2 separate regions of the Zea mays genome follow, and region 1 is linked to region 2. Evidence: chromatin contacts called from public Hi-C data. All regions are on one chromosome and are shown on one strand. The core of a region is the stretch at or near the end of the contact, and the rest is flanking DNA. Distances in the headings are between cores, read along the strand shown.

Region 1 (4,115 bases), core at 29-2,528, 100 kb after region 2:
ATGATTTACGCTTTGGTCCGACCGGACCAGAAGACCTGCGGGCTGCCCCAATCCGCTAATTGGCTAGGGCTTCTCGTTACTAATGGAAGCCTTGGACTTCCACTAGCTCGACACTATACACACAAGCCAATCGAATCAATCCAACTGTTTTATTTTACCTTATGCATTAGTTTATTTCAATCCAAAAATCTGGGGCAACTCAAGTTTATATAGGATGATCTGGTATTGCACCCCGATCGAGTAGAGCCATTTTACTCAATATTGTTTTAAGTCTTTATTTGGTTGTTCACATTCTCAATTCTAGTATTTTTTTCGCTATGTTCTCTAACCAGCTTTTAGTATATATCTAGCTACTAGTTGGCGTTTGTACTCATCGTGAAATTTTCAGGGCATATGATCACGCTCAGGGATGAAATTGGTAAGGAAGCCAAGATCATCTTTGAGTGAAAATCCATTGGTGTCTATTTACTTCTCTTGCGGTCGCCTTAATTATTATTTATTTTATTATATTTTGTTTTATCACTTAAAACTGTTTGAGTATGACTTAAAAATTTACGGCGTCATATATTTAAGAACTAAGGAGTACCATATATATGCACGGACACTTATCTATACGAGTAGATGCTTACACGCCCCGCCCTAACTACTTGTATGAGAAATTTCGTAAGAGATTGATGAGACCAGACTAATAACAAAGCTTAAAATTGTTAAAGACTCGTTTCTGACAAGAGCGCTCACAGAAAGTCGTTGAACACAACCAACCAGGTGAGCCACTCTGATTTCCTGATCTGTTCATAGGCAAGACATTCCGGTGCGCATGGCACGTGACGCGATAGGGACATCAATGGAGCTCGGGCCTTCGGCGGCGTCCCTCTGATGGTTACGTTCCGGATGGTATCGAAACGATCTGAAATCTGCAGCGTTTTGAGGACCACATGATCGATCGAAGCTCTGCAGGCTACTACAAACTACAGTCGACGGCGGCGTGTGCGTGTCCCGACGAATAAAATAAACCAGCGGTTTTGACGCCTTCGCCCTTCAATTCGGCGGTGCCCATCAAGCTGGAGCGGTAAATCTTGGCCACCCATAAAATAATGGCGGAAACGGTTCCATTCAAGAATTTGTGCCGAAGGAAACAAATTCCGCAGTCAACCTAGGCTCTGGCTAACCCATGTCCCAGTTCCCACTGTCATCGCCTCTCTCCTTTCCCTCCCTATATATATATAAACCAACCCCCCTGCAGGTTGGATGGAGTCTTCATTTTCTCCATTACGTGTTCCCAGCTGCATGCCGCAAGTGTCAAACTCCAATTAGTCACCAGCCTTGCTTGCTTGCTTGTCCCAGCTAAGCCGAGGACAGGACACGCGAAGAAGAGGAACGATCAGTCACCAGCCTTGTTTGACATCCTGAGCAGCTTCATCTCCTCCTCCTGGCAAGTTTCTTGGCAAGCTGGTGCTCAAACAATGGCGTGTTAATTAGGAATAGGATAGAACAGGATCGTTGCATCACGCAGCCAAGGAGACATGGCTAGGAGCAGAGAGGTGGCGGGCTGGGGCACGGTGGCCGGAGGAGGCGGCGCGGCGGCCGTGGAGAAGGCGGTGCGGTGCCTCGGCAGGGGCGTCGACATGACGGGCGACCTGAGGCTGAAGCACTGCAAGGACGCGGGGGGCTGCCTGGTCGTCCGGAGCGCCGGGAGGAAGGCGGCGGAGAAGGCCGTCGTGCCGGGCTTCGGCGTCGTCGCCGACCTGCCCGCCGACGTCAGGTGCGGCAAGGGCGACCGGATCAGGTTCAGGTCCGACGTGCTCGAGTTCAACAAGGTTGGTTTGTTCTTCCTGCTGCCAAGTTTCTTTCTTGCGTACTGGAGTAGGGAGGGGGTGGGGAAAAAAAACAAACAAAGTCGTCGAAGCTGAAAGCGTAATTTCTTGAGTTCGATTTTGCGATGTTGACCTGGTGGTGCAGATGTCGGAGGCGTTCAACCACCGGAATTCGCTGGCGGGGAAGATCCCGTCGGGGCTCTTCAACTCCTGCTTCGACCTGGAGAGCGGCTCGTGGGCGGAGGACGCCGCCGCCACCAAGTGCCTCGCCTTCGACGGCTACTTCATCTCGCTCCTGGACCTCCGCCTCGACTGCCGGCCGCTCGCCCTCGCCGACCACGTCGTCGGCGACGTGCCGGCGGCATGGGACCCGGCAGCCATAGCAAGGTAAAATAATGTGGGTTTCCAATTCCAAGGGTGCGATGCGAAATCGTCCCCCACATGCTTGTGCCACGTGGTGTGTGAAAAAATCGCACAGCAGCCGGCGAGTTGAAAGCTTCCTGCAATGCCAGGACTTATTAGACCTGTTCAAACCTTCCAGGCCCCCTGAACCGAAAATTGTGACTGTGAGCATGCAGTTTCATCGAGAGGTACGGGACCCACATCGTTGTCGGGCTGGGCTTGGGTGGGCAGGACGTGGTGTACGTGAAGCAGGACAGGTCGTCTCCGCTGTCCCCGTCCGAGATCAAGGAGCACCTCGACAGGCTCGGTGACCAGCTCTTCACCGGGACCTGCACCCTGCCCCCTTCCAACCGCAAACTCAGGGAACACAAATCTAAGGTCAGCGACACCAGACCAGAGCAGCTCAACACCCCCCCTCTCCTATGTTACTCAACTGGACTGCTGGATGTGGATCACAAACAGGTCCCTGAGGCGTTCAATGTGTTCGATGCCCAAGTGACACAGCAAGGGCTCCAAGGAATAATGGCTACTCCAGTGTCCTGCAAAGAGGTAGCTCAGTAATTTTCCACATGTCACAGCTAACAGCGAGCGAGGAGGAGCTGAACTGAACTGAACTGATGCAGGGCGTGACGGTGATACACTCCAAGAGGGGAGGGAACGCGGCGGCGAGCGACCACTCGGAGTGGCTGCTCACCGTGCCCGCGACGCCGGACGCGATAAGCTTCAAGCTCGTGCCCATCACGTCCCTCCTCAAGGGCGTGAGCGGCGTCGGCTTCCTCTCCCACGCCATCAACCTGTATCTCAGATGTCAGTACACACAACAAGATCGAATACACGTATAAAACTTGGATGGTCTGGAAAGCTTGTGCCCATGCCTCTCTTCTGTTCGTTCCATGACAGACAAACCTCCGACAGGCGAGCTGAGGTACTTCCTGGACTTCCAGCACCACAGACTGTGGGCTCCAGTGCTCGGTGACCTGCCACTTGGGCCCTGCTCCAACCGGCAGGCTCCTAGTCCGGCCTTGAACTTCAGCCTCGTCGGTTCCAAGCTCTACGTCAGCTCGAGCGAGGTAAAAATGGCTCGAGAGTGCTTTCGAACACCACCTGAAATCTCATGTGAATAAAAATGAATCTGTCAAAATGGTTTTCTTTTAACAGGTGGTTGTTCCAAGACTACCCGTCACCGGGATGAGACTACATCTGGAGGGCAAGAAAAATAACCGGCAAGTCCATCGGAACTCACTTCTCGCCCAGTCCCTGTCGTTCTTATGGTTCTTTCTTCTGGATGAAACTAACGACCTGGGACCCTTAATTCGTTCGCCAGCCTAGGCATCCACCTGCAGCATCTGTCCAACACCCCAGCGTTCATCGGCGGAACACCGGCCAATGAGCAGCCGCCGGCGGCGGTGTGGCGCGGGTCGGAGACGATCTCCGACGCGCGGTACTACGAGCCGGTCCAGTGGAGGATGTTCGCGCACGTGTGCACGGTGCCGGTGAAGTACGACCCTCGCTGGGCCGGCGCCGGCGCCGGCCCGCCGTCGGCGTACGTCGTCTCCGGCGCGCAGCTCCACGTCAAGGCCCACGACTCGACCAACATCCTGCACCTCAGGCTCCTGTACGCCCGGCTGCCGGGCCACGCCGTGGTGCAGTCCAGGTGGGCGCACGGCGCCGCCACCAGGCTGTCATCGGGCAGAGGGAGCTTCTTCCTGTCCAAGTCGCTGGCCTCGGGCTCCGGCGGCGTCGACAAGGAGCAGCAGCACCCGGGGAGGGTTCACGTCGACTCCGGCGTGTTCGCCGGAGGGCCGCCCGTGCCTGTCGGGACCCAGAGGCTGCTCAGGTTTGTGGACACGTCTCAGGTCACCATGGGGCCGCAGGACAGTCCTGGGTACTGGCTGGTCA
Region 2 (3,923 bases), core at 1,029-3,528:
GACGGCGGTGGCTCGGCCATGGCTGCGGCTGGAGACTGCTGCTGGGGAAGGGAAGGGGCTGGCTGGCTGCGGGCAGGGAGCGGAGGTTTCGCGGCGGCTGCGACGCGCGAGCGTGTGGAGGACGGCTAGGCGTGCGGTGCGGGCAGGGAGCAGGGGTTTCGTGGCGGCTGCGGCGCGTGGGCGTGCGGGGGACGGCTGCGCGTCCGGTGCGGGAGGCAGTTGTGCGTGCGGAGCGGGGGCAGTCTACAGATGAGTCTTAATAGTTGTAGAGAAGACGAGACCGAGCGGGTGACTTGCACGAGAAGGGAGTCTCGGTGTAATGTCTCCATCTGAGTCGTTTAAGGACCAAGTCGATGTAGGCTTGATGATCGAGGAGGACCTTTTAACTGGCCACATGCCTCATCATGGGTAACCTTTGCCTCGGTCGGACCAATACCAGAAAGGCCACCACGCAATGGGAGTGGAGAGATGGCGAAAGTAGCGTGTACCCTCCGTGGCAAGAGGTTGGACGGTATCTGTGCTCTCGGTTGGCGTGAACCCATTCTGGTCTTGAGAAACCCGGGTGCGAGTTGACATATGCAAGGGTTTAGTGCTACATATGTCGTGTGGTTGGAGATCCCCAGCTGGGTATTAATCGATTCAGATTGCCGCTACTTCTCGGACATGAAGACTTGGTCACTGACCTACACGTAGTGACAAGTGAACTTAAGGGATGATAAAAGACGGCTAGTACAGGCCAAGTGCTTGATCTAGAATAGAAAGAAATCTAGATGCAAGTAACTACTTAACCTAACAAGTAAAATGAATTCTTAAGGATCCACTCATAATAAGCTTTTCTGCAAAAAGAGTCTTTGAATCTTGATAAGCTTTACCTTGATTCCCAAAAGCCAACATATCCTTGAGAGTCTTCTTCCTTAAACGGGTAAGACTTGCGAAAGTACACTTCGTACTCAGGGTTTTCGAACCCATGTTGTTGCAGTACTAGATTTGTGCTGGTGTGGATGGTGATAAGCACCGGTGGGTACAGCCTTCTTATAGGTCTAAGTAACTCTTCTATACTTCTTATTGAGGATGGTCACTAAAGCTAGCATGTATTTCAAACTTATGAAAATTATACATCATTTAAAGTGAAATACTTTAGATTTATTTTATAATCACTCCGATCTTGTATAATGAAATCTTAATGTAACTTGTAACTTTTTGTAATAAAGAAATTCCGCTGCAAATGTTGGTGTGTGATTTGTGTTTACTTAATCCTGCAATCTTGGTTTAAGTGGTTTATCTGAGATCCTTGGGACACTCGGACGGATCCTTTTAAGTTACCTGGTGTACATGCATAGCCGTCTGAGGTCTTTGAGATGGGGACAGGTGCATGTGGGCCCGATAACTTGGAAGGTTCTGCCACAAGAACCACCCTAACATAATCCTCTTATTAGCGTGAACACATCTCTCTCCATGGAATTGAACCTAACATTATACTTGACTTAAGACACACAAGACATTATCAGTTGCACCCATCTTCGGTTAAAACTTATTTTTAGCATAATTTCCTCCAAAAATATCCTTTCCACTCCATCACAGGCTTTATGCATATCCAACTCTATCGCAAAAAGGCACTCTTAACACATTTCTTCTTTATTCTATTTCTATGTGTGTTTTCAAAGGCAATACATATATTATATGTGATAAGCCTGTAAGGCTATCTCCAGCAGATCCTCTATCTCATCCCCTATTTCAAACTTCTCTCTGCAAATAGTGTCAAATATTGTCATCTACAGTTACTCGTCTCCTATTTTATACAGTCTATTGGAGACAGTCTATGGTACAAAGGCACTTTGATGACCACTTATAATCTGGCAAAACCATTCTTAATCTATTTGCTAGCATCTTTTAAATGGCCTTGTACACCACGTTACCAAAAGACCGATCAGCTAAAATTGTGTCATAGTAGCGTTTGTTTGTTTTGTTTCATCAAAATCTATATGGATTAGAGGGGATTAGATGAGTTTCAATCCATAACAAGTCAAAAATTTTCATAATTTTTTTCCAATTCATGAGACATAGTAATAACCGAACAAGGTCATAATTGGATTACTTGCCTTTGGGATCAAGACGATTGTTGTGTCATTCCATCCATCGGCGATTCTTGCTTAAGCACCTTAACTAATGGACCTTAGATTATAAGCAATTATAATAACCAGTCTAGTATATACTGTAGTTACGTAGACCATATGTCGAGCAGACAGCCCATACTCAATTGACACTAGAGGCATGTGAGCCCATCAGCCCACCACAAATTCGTGGCCCTTCGTCTGACTCTACAACAGCAGTCATCAGATAGAAGCGGGCCGCGCCGACAGCCTAGAACTAGAAACGATGAAACGTTTATTTTGTTCGAGCAGCCGGTTCGTTCGAACTTCGAAGGGTTTTAGCGGCAGCCGGAGATAGGTGAGCGGGCGAAGGAATGGCTGATCGCAGCCGGCGCTCTCTGCCGCCGCTGTCATGAATCTTGTCGAGGTAACTAGCCCAACTTCCCCCTTCCCGTTCCCCACGCCGAGCTGGACCTGGATGCCACAGATCGTTCTGCTGACGCCTGCCAAGCGGAGAGAGGAGTACGTGCAGGGCCTGCTGGAATCTAATGGAAATGAATGGAATAACGACTGGTACGCGTGTTGTTTAGCTCCCGTTGGCAGTTTAACTGTAGGATAACGTGTACTAGTGGTAGATTCTGTCGCCTTGGGAAAAAATTAGCAATTTAATAGTGGCTTGTGTTTTTGTTGCTGAAATCGCTGATTGTTGGCAATGTTCGTTGTGCATTCCAAAGTTATTATTATCTTTAATCGTTCGCTTCAAAGAGGCAACGCTCGGTCCAACAGGAATCTTGGCGCTGTTGGTTGCTCAGATCTCTCGGATGAAGTGGTCTCTGAACAGCTTTACAAGCTTTGCACTTTTTGTTTTTTCCTTAGTCGAGTTATATGGAGCAAGCCCCTAGCCATAAATCATCTATTGCTGTCTGTTTGCTTGATTGATTCAGTTAGTCGTTGTTGATACTTGTACTCTCCAACCAGACAATTCCATATTTTGTTGATGTCGATATACAAATTTTAGATAATTGCATTTCTTGATATGCTACTTGTTGATGCATCAATCAATTATGCTTTTCATCATTGATATTCCTGCGTATAAAGTGAAATATCGTGTTCTGTTGTTTCTATGCAGCATACTATTTGCCGTTCTCCTGTTAAGTTCTTGATTTTTACTAGAAACAAAATGGTTGCCACATTTTCTAATTGTCCTGTCACACCCGGGTTTCGGGGCACCAAGACCCGGGCGCGAACATAATCACCAGGTGTGCTGGGACCAAGTCTCACACATATGATGAATCATGGCACAGGATCGAACGTCACATCTTTACTACATAACAGGAGTTCTATACAAAATAAATAGATAATTACATTATAAGGAGACAACGGTCCAGCAACCCAAAGTTGACTGGGAGACGACGACCTAGACCTCTCACGAACTCGTCACAGCATCCTCCATGCGCCTCATCCTGCGGTACCTGTTCTTGACCTGTGGGGGGGGTGTGAGACAGCAAGAGTGAGCTCACATACGTTCATCGCTCAACAAGTTGTGGTGAATAATGTGTATGAACTCGCCAAAGGTGGGAGCTCATGTGAAGTGTCAGGCTTACCAAAGAGGATGGCTGAAGCTGAGCATTGCTTTTAAAGTTGGTCAAAATTTTATTAGCCATTACTAAGTATAAGTAAATACCAACCCAATTAAATAGTAGAACAGAAGTAACAACATCACCTGCGATGCAATGCATATGACAAATTGAATTTAAGTTCCATACATTAATCATGTGAGTGTCCGAGCCGCTCATGACCGTGAGCACGGCTAGTATACCAGTTTTACACTCT

What was found. Hi-C and Micro-C count contacts between places; a contact is called where the count stands out from the background.
Region 1: a Hi-C map of leaf shows a contact between it and region 2, with 5 times the contacts expected there. The contact joins the promoter of LOC100192049 here to the enhancer-like site in region 2. A contact is called at or near these places in 8 of 25 Hi-C or Micro-C datasets (bundle sheath, ear, leaf and 1 more) and 1 of 3 datasets of contacts at active chromatin or transcription factors (leaf).

What each region holds. Positions count from the first base shown.
Region 1 is chr9:2,054,773-2,058,887 of Zm-B73-REFERENCE-NAM-5.0, forward strand. It overlaps LOC100192049 (MACPF domain-containing protein), which reads left to right and starts at 1,279. Exons shown (of 8, transcript NM_001365510.1): 1 at 1,279-1,817; 2 at 1,960-2,201; 3 at 2,393-2,594; 4 at 2,679-2,765; 5 at 2,840-3,023; 6 at 3,117-3,286; 7 at 3,375-3,439; 8 at 3,541-4,115. The coding sequence starts at 1,524.
Region 2 is chr9:1,950,868-1,954,790 of Zm-B73-REFERENCE-NAM-5.0, forward strand. No RefSeq gene overlaps it. Among protein-coding and RNA genes, the nearest start is that of LOC109942342, 3.3 kb to the left of the region's middle. Within about 2 kb of position 2,279, at least 13 of the 20 cell types and tissues checked have an H3K27ac peak or open chromatin away from gene starts, as enhancers often do. A contact at or near this core is called in ear and leaf, where this site is marked.